2 separate regions of the Mus musculus genome follow, and region 1 is linked to region 2. The links are chromatin contacts, called in public Hi-C maps. All regions are on one chromosome and are shown on one strand. The core of a region is the stretch at or near the end of the contact, and the rest is flanking DNA. Distances in the headings are between cores, read along the strand shown.

What was found. Hi-C and Micro-C count contacts between places; a contact is called where the count stands out from the background.
Region 1: a Hi-C map of CD8 T cells shows a contact between it and region 2, with 2.5 times the contacts expected there. The contact joins the promoter of Lurap1 here to the promoter of Efcab14 in region 2. A contact is called at or near these places in 3 of 39 promoter capture datasets (erythroid cells and liver), 2 of 484 Hi-C or Micro-C datasets (CD8 T cells and neutrophils) and 1 of 9 other capture datasets (pancreatic islet).

Annotation. Positions count from the first base shown.
Region 1 is chr4:116,140,413-116,146,195 of GRCm38.p6, forward strand. Lurap1 (leucine rich adaptor protein 1) reads right to left here and starts at 4,204. Exons shown (of 2, transcript NM_026547.1): 1 at 3,885-4,204. The coding sequence starts at 4,082.
Region 2 is chr4:115,735,318-115,741,571 of GRCm38.p6, forward strand. It overlaps Efcab14 (EF-hand calcium binding domain 14), which reads left to right and starts at 2,453. Exons shown (of 11, transcript NM_001368627.1): 1 at 2,453-3,523; 2 at 5,075-5,223. The coding sequence starts at 3,342.

The DNA of each region.
Region 1 (5,783 bases), core at 2,954-5,453, 410 kb after region 2:
ATTCAAGGTCATTCTAGACAACTATTTCAAAATAGAAGATATTTTTTAAAAGGACTTAGAGGGCCAGCAAGGTGACTTAGCAGGTAAGGGCACCTGCCTTTGCCTCCCATATGATTAAAAGTGTATGCCACAATGCAATGTCTGACTTCACTTGCTGTTTTTGAAGACCGAGTTCAGTTCCCAGCGCCCCCACATAGTGTCTCATAACAATCCTTAACTCCAGTCCCAGGAGAAATGAAGCCCTCTTATGACCTCTGCAGACCCCAGTCATATTAATGGTCCACACATACATAAACAGGCAAAACAAACAGAAAATATAACTTTCAAATTCCATGTGACAAATGGTAAACAACTGCTCCAGAGAATTGTACCCACCCGGAGGGCCATAGCCCAAACCTAGATGGAAGACGTGAGCTAAGACTGGTTAGGCTAGCCTTGACTAGACAGTGGAGAGAAACATTCCAACCGAAGGATGTACCCTCCTCCAGTTCTAGGTGGCAAACACCTGACACCACGTCACTCCTCCGGGTCAGCTCTTCTGGGAGGCAGGCCCTCATTCCAGCATTTTTCCTTGAACTTCTGATTCTGCTGCCTAACCTCCAGAGTGCTGGGATTACAGGCATGCCGTGCCACACCCAGTTTTATGTAGTGCTGAGGATTCAACTCAGGGCTTTCAGAAAGGCAAGCACTCAACATCGGAGCATCCCCAGCCCCCAACAGCATTTCTCTTCCTGTACAAGCCTCAGTCAGTCTCTTCCTTCCCTAACCCTGAGAGCAATCCCTGCCCAATTCATTTGAGGTTCTCTGCCTAAGGTTGCATAGAATAGCTGTAGTTCAATTTTGTGATTCACTCCCCTTCATTTATCTGATCTCTCTGTTGGTCCCCAAGACTCAAGAGGCTGAGTTGTACTGTGTTGCTTAGGAAACCACTCTGAGCACCAGATTCTTTAATCCTGCAACAGTGGGATTCCCTGACTGTGACAGCATCATCTCCCAGAATAGAAGCAGAAGGCTTTCTCGATAGAAAAAGAAACACTCATTTCATGCCATCTCTTTGGAAACAGAGCAGAAGATAAATAGAGGCCACCTAATGCTTTTCCCTGGAGGCTCCTTCTCTTCCCCTTAAGTAGATGAGACTCTGCCCAGCCCAGGTGTTCAGAGCAGGGCTCCCTCTGTGTTCAACCCAAATCGGGCCTCAGGTTAAAAGCCGGAAGACCAATTTGTAGAGCCATGGTAACTGACTGCTGGCATTAAACATTGTCAGTAAAATAAAAGCTCTTAACAGGTGTCTAGTTCTACAGTTATCCCCTATTTCCTCCACCAAAGGGTAAAAAGCCCTAAAGACAAGGAGGAGACAGGGCCCTCCTTAAGACAGCAAACACATCAGAAGCAGAGAGAAGATTTGAACCCATGTCTTTCCTCCATTCTTTGCCTAATACATTCTCACAAACTGCTCTGTGGGGGTGGCTTCTCATAGCAACAGCTCTTTGGGTGGACTGAGAGATTGCCATTGTTTGCCATTCCCACACATCTCAGAATCTGGCTCTTTACAGACTAGGGAAACAAAGCAAGAGTAGGAAGCCAACAGCAGGGTTGACCTTAGCCTGAAGGGCAAGTGTCTGCTCCTACACAAGGAGAGCAGGGCGAGGGGCATATCAGAGGGCTTGGGTCAGCTCTGCCTTACTGGCCTCAAACCTCCTGCCCTACCCTTGTGCTTCAGTAAACCAGAGGGTAGAGCAGAGTACAAGAAGAAATCAATGCTTTCCTGGCCTGAGGGAGAAAGGAGCCTGACTGGAGATCTTCCTCCTCTACTGGTACACTGTTCATGGGAAACCTAGACCCCAGGCTCGATGGGCCAAAAGTTAAAAGACGAAATTAGAAGTTAAATGTACTCCCTCAAAGTTTATAAAGAATGAGAGTCAGAGGTCAGGCTGGCCTCCGGATTCCCTGTATGAGAAGCAAGCCCATGGGCGTTTGAAACTTTTCTCATTTCAATGACACAAAGTGTGCCTAAAGTATCTGGCACAAAGCATGTCTTCATGATGAATGTGGCCAGATGATCTGGGCTCCAATCCTGACTTGACTTTCCTGAGTGACCTTGGGCAACTGCTTAACCTCTTCTTACCTCATTCTTTCATCTGTGAAATACCATGTATCAAGCCAAGCATGGAGGAGACATCACATAGCAGCCGTGGTACAGCTGGATTGTAGAGCGCTCTCCTAGCGTGTGAGAGGGTTCAATCTCAGGACCTCCGAGAAGAATGGCTGGGGAGAGGTGGCTCAGCAGTCAAGAGCACTTGTTCTCACAGAGCACCCAGGTTAGGTTCCCAGCACCCACATAGTACCTTACAACCATCCATAACTCCAGTTCCAATTGATTGGATGCTCTTTCTGACATCCATGGGCAACAGGTATGCATGTGATACACACATACACACACCAGCAAAATACTCCTACACATAAAGTTTCTTAAAGTTCTTTAAAAAGAAAAACACCTTGTACCATCCTGGATGTTAACACATGGCTTATATTCTAAGTATAATTTAATTTCCAGCAGGGAATGGTAGCACATGCCCATAATTCCAGCACTCAAGAGCCTGAGATAAGAGGAATATGAGTTTGGGGCCAGCCTGAGCTACACAGTAAGCCCACATCTCAAAAATAAAACAAAACAAAACACCTTAGTTTTCAAAGGACAAACTAGGTAAACTCTCTCTATGCCTTGAGCAATTTGTACAAAGAGACAAACCAGACCTCTTTAAGAGGAGAATACAGCCACAGCCCTGCTCAGCAGAATCTGGCACTCAGATACAACCTTCAAAGCCAAATGCACACTTGGCATTCAGATCCTGCCCTCAGCGATCCTCTCTGACCACTCAGCTCCGAAGGTTCTCTTAGCCTCTCTTACCATAGAATGAAAGCCCTGGACCTGCCTTCAAGGTCCCATGTCCTTCCTTCCACCCTTCCAGATCTGCTTGCCACAGGTTGTGCACACAGTGGGGCCCCAGGAAGACTTGTTAAGCCAGTGTGGGCTTCTGGTTCAGAGCCAGTGAGTAGCTGGCAGTTCCTCAGTTCTCCAGAACTGGCTGCAAAGTGGTGGCAGGTGTAATTCATCTCTTTCACCGGAACCAGGGCCCCAGGAGAGACCGCTGGGACCCGGCTGCCCATTTGGCTCAGAAACCAGACCAACAGCTACCAGAGAAGGGGGTGGGGAGGTGTGGCTGTTTCCTCCCCCTTTCTGCAAGAAGGTACAGAGACCCTGAGACTCTGTCTGAGACTGAGCCCCAGGTGAAGGACCAACTCGTACTGTGGTGCTACTGTGCCTCTATTAAGGTCTTCGAACGTCTAATACCGTGATGGTGGGATGCTTAGGAAAAGGACAGGTTTTTAGTGTGCCCCACCAGTGCAGGCAGTTTCCAGCAGGTATTACCTCACCAAAGCTCTTTTTTTTTTTTTTTCTGAATCCTGACACGAACACCCTAGGGCCTTAAGAACAAAACCTCTTCCCCTGTTTGCCAGAGAAGGGGGCAGAAAACGGTTGCCTTATAGTGGAGTCTGAAGAAATTGGTGGCCCCGGATGCCGATGGGAAGAATTTGCGCTGTACTAAGTTTTTTTTGTGTGCTACTTAGCCCTCGCCTCTCTCCTTCCGATTATTGGGCAGGGAAAACTTCCAAGAGATGTGCCTCCTACTCTCAGTTCTCAGGACCTATCAACCCTTCATTCACCCTTGGGAGACAAATAATGAGACGTCACTTCACTCTGCTTTCAACCCAGGATGTATGGATTGATCTTGGAAGGACCCTCTTCTCCAGCCCAACTCCGGGAACCTGCCCCTGCCCCTACAAATATCCCGTTCCCCGTGGCCTGTAGCACCCACACTCACCAGCTCCATCCTCAGCGCCATGATCTTGTCCCCTAGGCCGTGGCCGGTGCTGGGCGCCCCCGGGAGCAGCACGTCCCCAGAGGTTCCCAGCTCGCACTCGCCTCGAAGCCCGCGGAGCAGTCCTTCAGGGATCTTCCTGCCCACCTTGCCCTCCACGTCTCGCAAGTCCGGCGTCTGGGACTCCGCGGTCCCCTCCATGTGGGCCCAAGCCAGAACAGGACTGGGCGACCAGGGTCCGGTTCCCAAGGGTCCTCCCTTCTCTGCTACGAACGCGGAGCGAAACCCGTGGATCCCCGCCCGCCCCGCGCGGGGGGTGGGGTGGGGGAACAGGAGGAGGGCGCCGTAACGCTCAGAAAAGCCGCGCAGTTGGGGGAGCGAGGTACCGAGTGGTATGCACACAACTTCTAGCCCTGGAGGCGTTCGACTAGGTGATCCTGGATTTGGAACTGAAGACCTCAAAGAAAGCTCAGTGCCTTCTCCCTGTGTTGGCACCAACTAGACACGCAGCAGGAAGCTAATAAATATTTTCTGGATGAAAAGTAGCCCCAATCGAGGTAACACGGCTGCAGAGGTTTTGGAAGGCTTTCTGCTCAGGAGCTGTGCCTGTTACAGGGGCTAGAATACAGCCACTCAGTTCACAGACACCTCCCAGCATCTAGAAATCAGCTGAAAGAGTAATAGAAGGGCAATCCCCCTGGCCAGTGAGAAACAACCATTATTAAAATTGAAGGAATCCACAAATCTTGATGTTCATCTTACATGGGCTAACAAAAGAGGTGCTTCCTAAGACTGACTGTAAATATGGGTACTCTGAAAACCCTGGCAAGTTAGAGCCTGAGGTCCTGCATTGGCTTTTGTTTTGTTTTACCAAGATAGGGTTTTTCTGTGTAGCCCTAGAACCCACTGTAGACCAGGCTGTCCTGGAACTAAGAGATCCTCCTGCCTCTACTGGGGTTAAAGGCAGGTGCCACCACAGTCTGGCTTTTCTTTTTTTACAGAGAGGGTCTCACTGTGTGGTCCATAGCCTAGAACTTGCTATGTAGAGTGGACCGGCTTTGAACTCACAGAAATCCACCTGCCACTGCCTTACCAGGAATTAAAATCTTTTTTAAAGATTAATTTTAAAGATAATTTTCTATCTTAATTACAAGTATTTTAAAAGTATGTTCATGTAGGGATATGTACACATGAGTACAGGTGTCTAGAGGCCACAGAAGGGCAACAGATCCCTAGAAGCTGGACTTAGAGTTGTGAACTATGTAACATGGGTGCTAGGACTGAACTCGGGTCCTCTCTAAGAGTCGTATGTGCTCTTACCTGCTGAGCCATCTCTAGCCCCAGCCCCAGCCCCAGCCCCAGCCCCAGACCTGAGAGTCTGCATTTTTTTTAAAGATTTATTTATTTATTATATGTGTGTATGCTGTAGCTGTCTTCAGACACTCCAGAAGAGGGAGGGCATCAGATTTTTGTTACGGATGGTTGTGAGCCACCATGTGGTTGCTGGGATTTGAACTCGGGACCTTTGGAAGAGCTGATGGTGCTCTTAACCGCTGAGCTATCTCATCAGCCTGAGTCTGCATTTCTAAGAAGCTATAGGGGGATAGCCATGCTACAGTTCTGAGAACCACACTAAGTGACACGGTTATGTTTCTAAGCTGTTTGGACTTAATTCTACAGGTAAAGAAGGGCCAAGAAAGAGCCGGGCATGGTGGCACGCCTTTAATCCCAGCACTTGGGAGGCAGAGGCAGGCGGATTTCTGAGTTTGAGGCCAGCCTGGTCTACAGAGTGAGTTCCAGGACAGCCAGGGCTATACAGAGAAACCCTGTCTTGAAAAAAAAACAACAACAAAACAACAACAACAACAAAAAAGGGCCAAGAAAAAAGATTGTTTTGTTCTG
Region 2 (6,254 bases), core at 1,203-3,702:
CCAGGAAAGCACCAGGGCAGATCTGACCAATAAAACTGTTTGTGATGATAGAATGATATGAGACTGTGCTTTTCTATGGCCACTAGCCACATGTGTCTACTGGGTAAGGAGCCAGTGGTGCCAAGGGAACAAGTAGAACAAAGCTAAATGGGACATTTACCTGTACATTTGGCATATGTGGTTTGTAGCTTCTGTGCTTGGTTGGAGCAGCTCTAGAAACAAGAAGGGACAATAAAAAATGGGGCATCTATACCACAACTCCAGGCTTCAAAAGCATCAGCCACTGTCTCCTGCAAAGTAGATGTTTATTTCAGGTACAGAGTTGGGAAACAACCCCAGGAAAGTCCAACAGCTGTCTCCCGACAGAGCTGGAATTGCAAACAGGATTAAATCTCATGACTCCAAAGCTCTCTCCTACCTCTGCAGTACTCTGTTCACATATGTGAACATGCCATCGCATATCTAACAGGTGGTTGTAATTAGGTGCTTACCACTGGGTTCCACACTTAAAGGCAAATCAAGACACACACCTGGGCTTTAGGAGGGCTTCCTCAGGCAAAGGCAGTGTGCAGCTGCCACAGTGAGAATATAGGGATTTAAATCACTTTGGTTTCCTTCCAGGTAGCTCAACGCACCATGTTATAAATATCATTGACGTCTGCTGAGTTTCCAGTTTATATTTTAGGCCATCGTTCCTGCCCAGAATTCCCTATGGAAATACCAAGCAGCCTACTGGATTTCGAATTTAGATATCAAATCATCGGCTTCTTGACCTTGTCCCCAAACCTTCCCCCTTCTCGACAAATGGCAAGGCTCTTCTCACAGCACCGTTCCGAACTTCTAGGGTTGTCCATGGCTCCTTTTTTTTTTTTTTTTTAATTTTCTTTCATCTAATCCACCGACAAATATCTTTAACTCTATCTACAAGAAGCATACAGCATACTGGCCATCCCCACTACTGCCACTCCGCTGTCCTCTTCATGTCTATCCAGACCGAAGAAATACTTGGCTCCCTCTCTTTTTGTTGTTTATTTTCCAAACAGTAGTCAGAGTCATCTTTTTTTTAAAAAATTACTTATTTTTAATTTTATGTGCATTGGTGTTCTTCCTGCGTGTATGTCTATATGAGGGCCTTGGAGCTCCTGGAACTGGAGTTACAGACAGTTGTGAGCTGCCATGCAGATGCTAGTAATTGAACCCAGGTCCTCTGGAAGAGCAGTCAGTGCTCTCTTAATCCCTGAGCCATCTCTGCAGCCCCTAGAGTCATCTTCTATAAACTGAAAATTCAGAGTATGTTCCTCAATGGTTTTTCAAACTCCTTCTACAAAACCCTGCAAGGTTTACTTCCTGATGTTTCTGTAACTTCATTTCCTATCACTTTTTTTTTTCCAAACCAGGTCTTTCTGAGCACTCCTTCATGATACCATTTTACTTACTCTCTGGCTTCCTAAGGATCTATGCCCAAAAATCCCTTCATCAAAGACAACAGGCATGCCTCACCCTATCTTATTTGGGTTTCCTTCATAATATGCATCCACTTCTAAAGTGTAATATGTGTGCCTATTGTTGCTTTCATGCTCAAATACAAGCTGGAGCAGATGAGCAGATAAAATAGAGGAAGCCCAATTGAATTTAAATTTCAGATAAACAATGAATTATTTTTCAATATGAAGTTGTCATAGATATTGGAGGGCTCTTATAATTTAAAAAAAAAATAGCTAAACCAGGTGTGAGGATGCATGCCATTAATCCCAGAACTCAGGACCAAGGCAGGCAGATCTTTGCGAGTTCAAGAACAGCCTGGTCTACATAGCTAGCTCTAGGGCAGCCAGGACTACATAGAAAGCCTCTGTCCAACTCCCTCCCCCCTCCCCAAAAATCACTGTTTATCTGGTATTGGAAATTTACTAGTGTTCAGTATTTTATTTGCTAAATCTGGCAACTCTATACAGAAAGGAAAACACATTGGTTATTGTGTTTATGGCAGCATCCCCAGAGCTAGAATAGTCTCGATATTTCACCACCAGTAAATATTTATTGGATGGATGGGTGGGTGGGTGGATAGATGGATAGATGGGTGGAGGGATGGATGGAAGGACGGATGAATTATTCAACTGGGCCATTAAAACAATGAGCCTAAAGAACCTAAGAGTAAGAGGGATGGAGTCTTTCAAGAACTTTTCAGAAGGTGGAGCCTCGGGTGCCAGTCCCCGCCCCTGCTTCTCAGCAAGCAAAACTCTGCCTCCGCTGTAAGTTGATGCGGTCAGCCGCGGTCCGACAGGGGCGGGGCCTACTAACTGTGGCTCCAGACCCAGCACGAGCCAGAGCCGCGGCCCCTTTAACGTTCCACCTCCCCAGCACCACACGCGCCCTCCTGCGTGACGTCACCAAGGGGCGCCCAATGGGGGCGCGGCTTACTGGCAAGCCTTGCCCGGGGCCGCTGCCAAAGGGGAAGTGAGCTAAGACTGGAGCTATGGCCCGGGTCTGGAGCCTGCGGCGGCCGCCACCGCCAGCACATCCAGAGAAGTCGCGACCGAAGCAGGGGCCGGAGACGCGGCTGGACTGGCCGCGGCGCGTGTGAGTTGCGGAAGTCGCTGGTGGCGGAACACTTCAGGCTGGCGGAGCGGTGGTCACCCCTCATCACTGCGCCCCCTCCAGGCCCTAGCAGCAGGGCTCCCGCTCCTCTCGCGCGGGTCTCTACAAACTCAGGACAGAAGCCACGGGAAGGTGATCATCCCGAATCCTGGTGGGCGTCCCGGCCTGGGAGTTTTCTAGGCGCCCAGGCAGTGTTGGCGCTCTCCTGTCACCACCTCTCCAGTTAAGGATCAGCGAGTTCCCACTGCCTGCTCTGCAAAGTCTCCTCTCCTCCCATTCAAAAACAAGTTTATTTTCCTTCTGCATTGGGAATCTTGTCCCAGAGATCTAAAGTACCTTAGTTTTGTGTATCTTTCTCCCGCTTTCTGGAGCACTCCTAGAAATATTGGTTGCCTACACGACTTAGAATCTCGTGCTTGACTTAGCGGGTTGTTTTGTTTCGTTTTCCTTTTGACAGGTAATAGTTGTTTCAGAAATTTATCCATTTAGATCTCCAGTTCCTTGGCCATCTCTATGTAACTTCCCCCACCCCCCATCCCCCATCCACCTGAGTCCAATTTTCTCTGGGCTCTATTCTCCAGCCCTCAGTAGATCTGGTCAGTCCCACCTCTGGGTGGGAGTGATCAGGGGGCTCAGGCCCAGGATTTCCAACCCTGGAAGGCAGCTCCAAGTCAGCGAGAGAGTTGGGTGTTGGCTACGAACCTGGCAGCTCAGGAGTGGGCCCGCCACTCACCCCCCACAAAAAGATGAAAAAGCGCAAAGAGCTCAATGCGTTGATCGGCCTGGCTGGTGACCATCGGAGAAAGAAGACCAAGCAAGGCTCAGGCAGCCACCGCCTGCTTCGCACTGAGCCTCCTGACTCAGACTCAGAGTCCAGCACAGACGAAGAGGAATTTGGAGCAATTGGAAATCGCTCTCGTTTTGTCAAGTGAGTGTAGCAGTGGGGAGGGCTGAAATGGGCAAAAGGCATCTTGCACTACTACCAGCCGGGCAAATGGATGAGAAGGAGAGGGGAGTCCCTTGGAAGAAAAAGGGAAGTAGGCCTTGGAAAACAGGGAGAAAGGATGTTGGACAGGGCAAGTTCTAACTCTTAATAAAGAGTAAGCAGTCACTCTAATGTCTAACAAGAGCTTCAAATCTAGGGTGGAAGTGTGGACTTGGGGAATGGGCTCATAGCCCAAGAAGGAATTAAAAAGGTTACTCATGGAGACAGAGGAGCAGAGAGGCTCTTGGGGCTAGGCATTTTTAAAAAGTAGGTCAAGGGACCTTAAGACCAATACTCGTTTTGTGTTTCTTAACCAGCTTAGATATTGGTGATAGGAGAATATGGTGAAGGGCTTACTGTTGAAAGTGTGAACCTTCGATAAATAATATGGGGGTGGGGGGAGCAGTCTTTTTTACCAAACCAGTTTCAGGTAGAGCAACCACTAAACAAATGAGCTTTGAGGATTGGGGGATTAAGAGGTCAGTTTGTGAGGCAACTGAAGGAAACCTCAGCCATTTGGACCTGTCAGAGAGCAAACTAAAAGCAAAGGGAGTCCGTTGGGGTGTAGAGACCAGAGTTAGGCAAAGGGCTTGGGTCCTAAAAGATTTGTGATCTTTTAGCGGGCTCAGAATCTGTGTGCTTTTGTTAAGACTGGTTAGTTAAGGACTTTTCCAAGTTTGTGTTGTGAAGGTCATCTGATGAAGTGTGAGTCTCGAAAGTTGCCCTGCTGCCTTAGTTTAGAACTGAAAACTAGATGAAGTTTGATGTGAAATCTAGTGTGCTTCTATTTCTGTACTGCCAAGGCAGTTAAGTTAAAGAATATCAGGTGTCCACTTAAGCCAGCAGATCTAGTTTCTCTCATTCCATTTGCAGTAAAACTTGGTCAAGAGTTTGTGAAGTTTCAATAAATGAGGCAAGGTCTCCTGGGCTAAGTGAGCATGTATGGGGGGGGTGAGGGTGTGGAAGGGGATAAATTACAGTGAAGGGATAGAATTCCATAGAACCACTCATTTTTACCCTTCTTTCTGTCCATTCTTTCTTTTTATCTTATTACTACTAAGGATTGAGCTAGGTTCTAGTAGTAGGCATAGAACTTGGCAATCCCTCTTCCTCAGACTCCCAGGTACTTGGATTGCAGATGGGCCACTGGGCCCTTCTTGTCATTTACACTTCTCAAACCGAGTTCTGCTCCAAAGACCACCTTCCTGAATTGACAGCAGTGATCTAGAACCTGCAAGCTCTTCCCATGGCCCACGGGAACTCCCTGTTTCCTGTGCAGTTTGAAACCTTTGTACCCCGTAGAACTTTTCACGGGTCATATTCAGTAATTTGCAACCTCCTCCTATTAGACGCAAGTGTGTTATCCTGTGATCCTTGGTAAATTCATTGGTCATTCATTAGAGAAGATAATCGCATAGGAGCATACTGTTGCTAATAAAGCTGTTCTCATCACAGCTACCTTCTCGCTCATTGGTGAATGTTTTCTTCCAACAGGGGAGACTATGCCCGATGCTGCAAGATCTGCTGTCCCCTCTGTGCCTTTGTCATCCTCGCAGCCTGCGTTGTGGCCTCTGTGGGCTTGGTGTGGATGCAAATGGCTCTCAAGGAGGATCTGGATGTCCTCAAGGAAAAATTTAGAACAAGTAAGTGGTCAGGTTCTCTTCAAGTCTTGGGGGAAACTGGCCCATGCTGAATTAGGAATTTGCCCGTTCTGGTAAGCAGTTGTGCATCTTGTTCTGTACACTAGCTTAACTGTCGGCTTAACTGTAGTAGCACTTACTTGCTTTTCAACCCATAAACAAGCCCAGTGGTTATGTACCATCTGACAAGTAGCGTCTGAAATTATGACACTGCAGTTAACTCAATGCAAAGGGGAGCAACTGTAAACCAGAAACCTGATTATACTCAACCTACAGCCTAGCCCCAGGTACAAAGTGGCTGTTGAAATACCACAGTTTCCTTCTACCTTACAGAGCCAGCAATTAAAATGTGGAAGCATCTGTCAGGTGACTTCCTCTTTCAAAACACTGTGTAGGAACATAGGAGTGGACAGCATTTATTCTAAGAGCCACCATTTATGAAGTGTCTGCTTGTGCCAATTGACAAGTAAATTGTTCCCCAAACAGGCCTCTGACATAGGCATTATTTTGCTCTCCCCACTCCCCCGTGTGTGTGTGTGTGTGTGTGTGTGTGTGTGTGTGCGTGTGTGTGCGCGCGCGCGCGCGCGCGCGTGTGTATGCACATGCCTGTGCAGTGGTAAAGATGAGAATTACTATTTGTGTTCTTAGAAGAGGAAGCTGGCTGGGCCAAATGGTTCAATAGGTATAGACACTTGCTGGCAAACCTGAGTTCATTCTCCGAGATCCACCTGCGCTGGAAGGAGAGAACTGACTCTTGCAAGTTGTCCTCTAACTTCCACAGACATGCTGTGGCATGCACATACATACATACATCCGTACACACATATATACATACATAAATGTATGTTAAAAACAAACAAGCTGCCGGGCAGTGGTGGTGCACACCTTTAATCCCAGCACTTGGGAGGCAGAAGCAGGCGGATTTCTGAGTTGAGGCTAGCCTGGTCTACAGAGTGAGTTCCAGTACAGCCAGAGCTACACAGAGAAACCCTGTCTCGAAAAAAAAAAAAAAAACAAGCTTAGAGAAGTTAAGT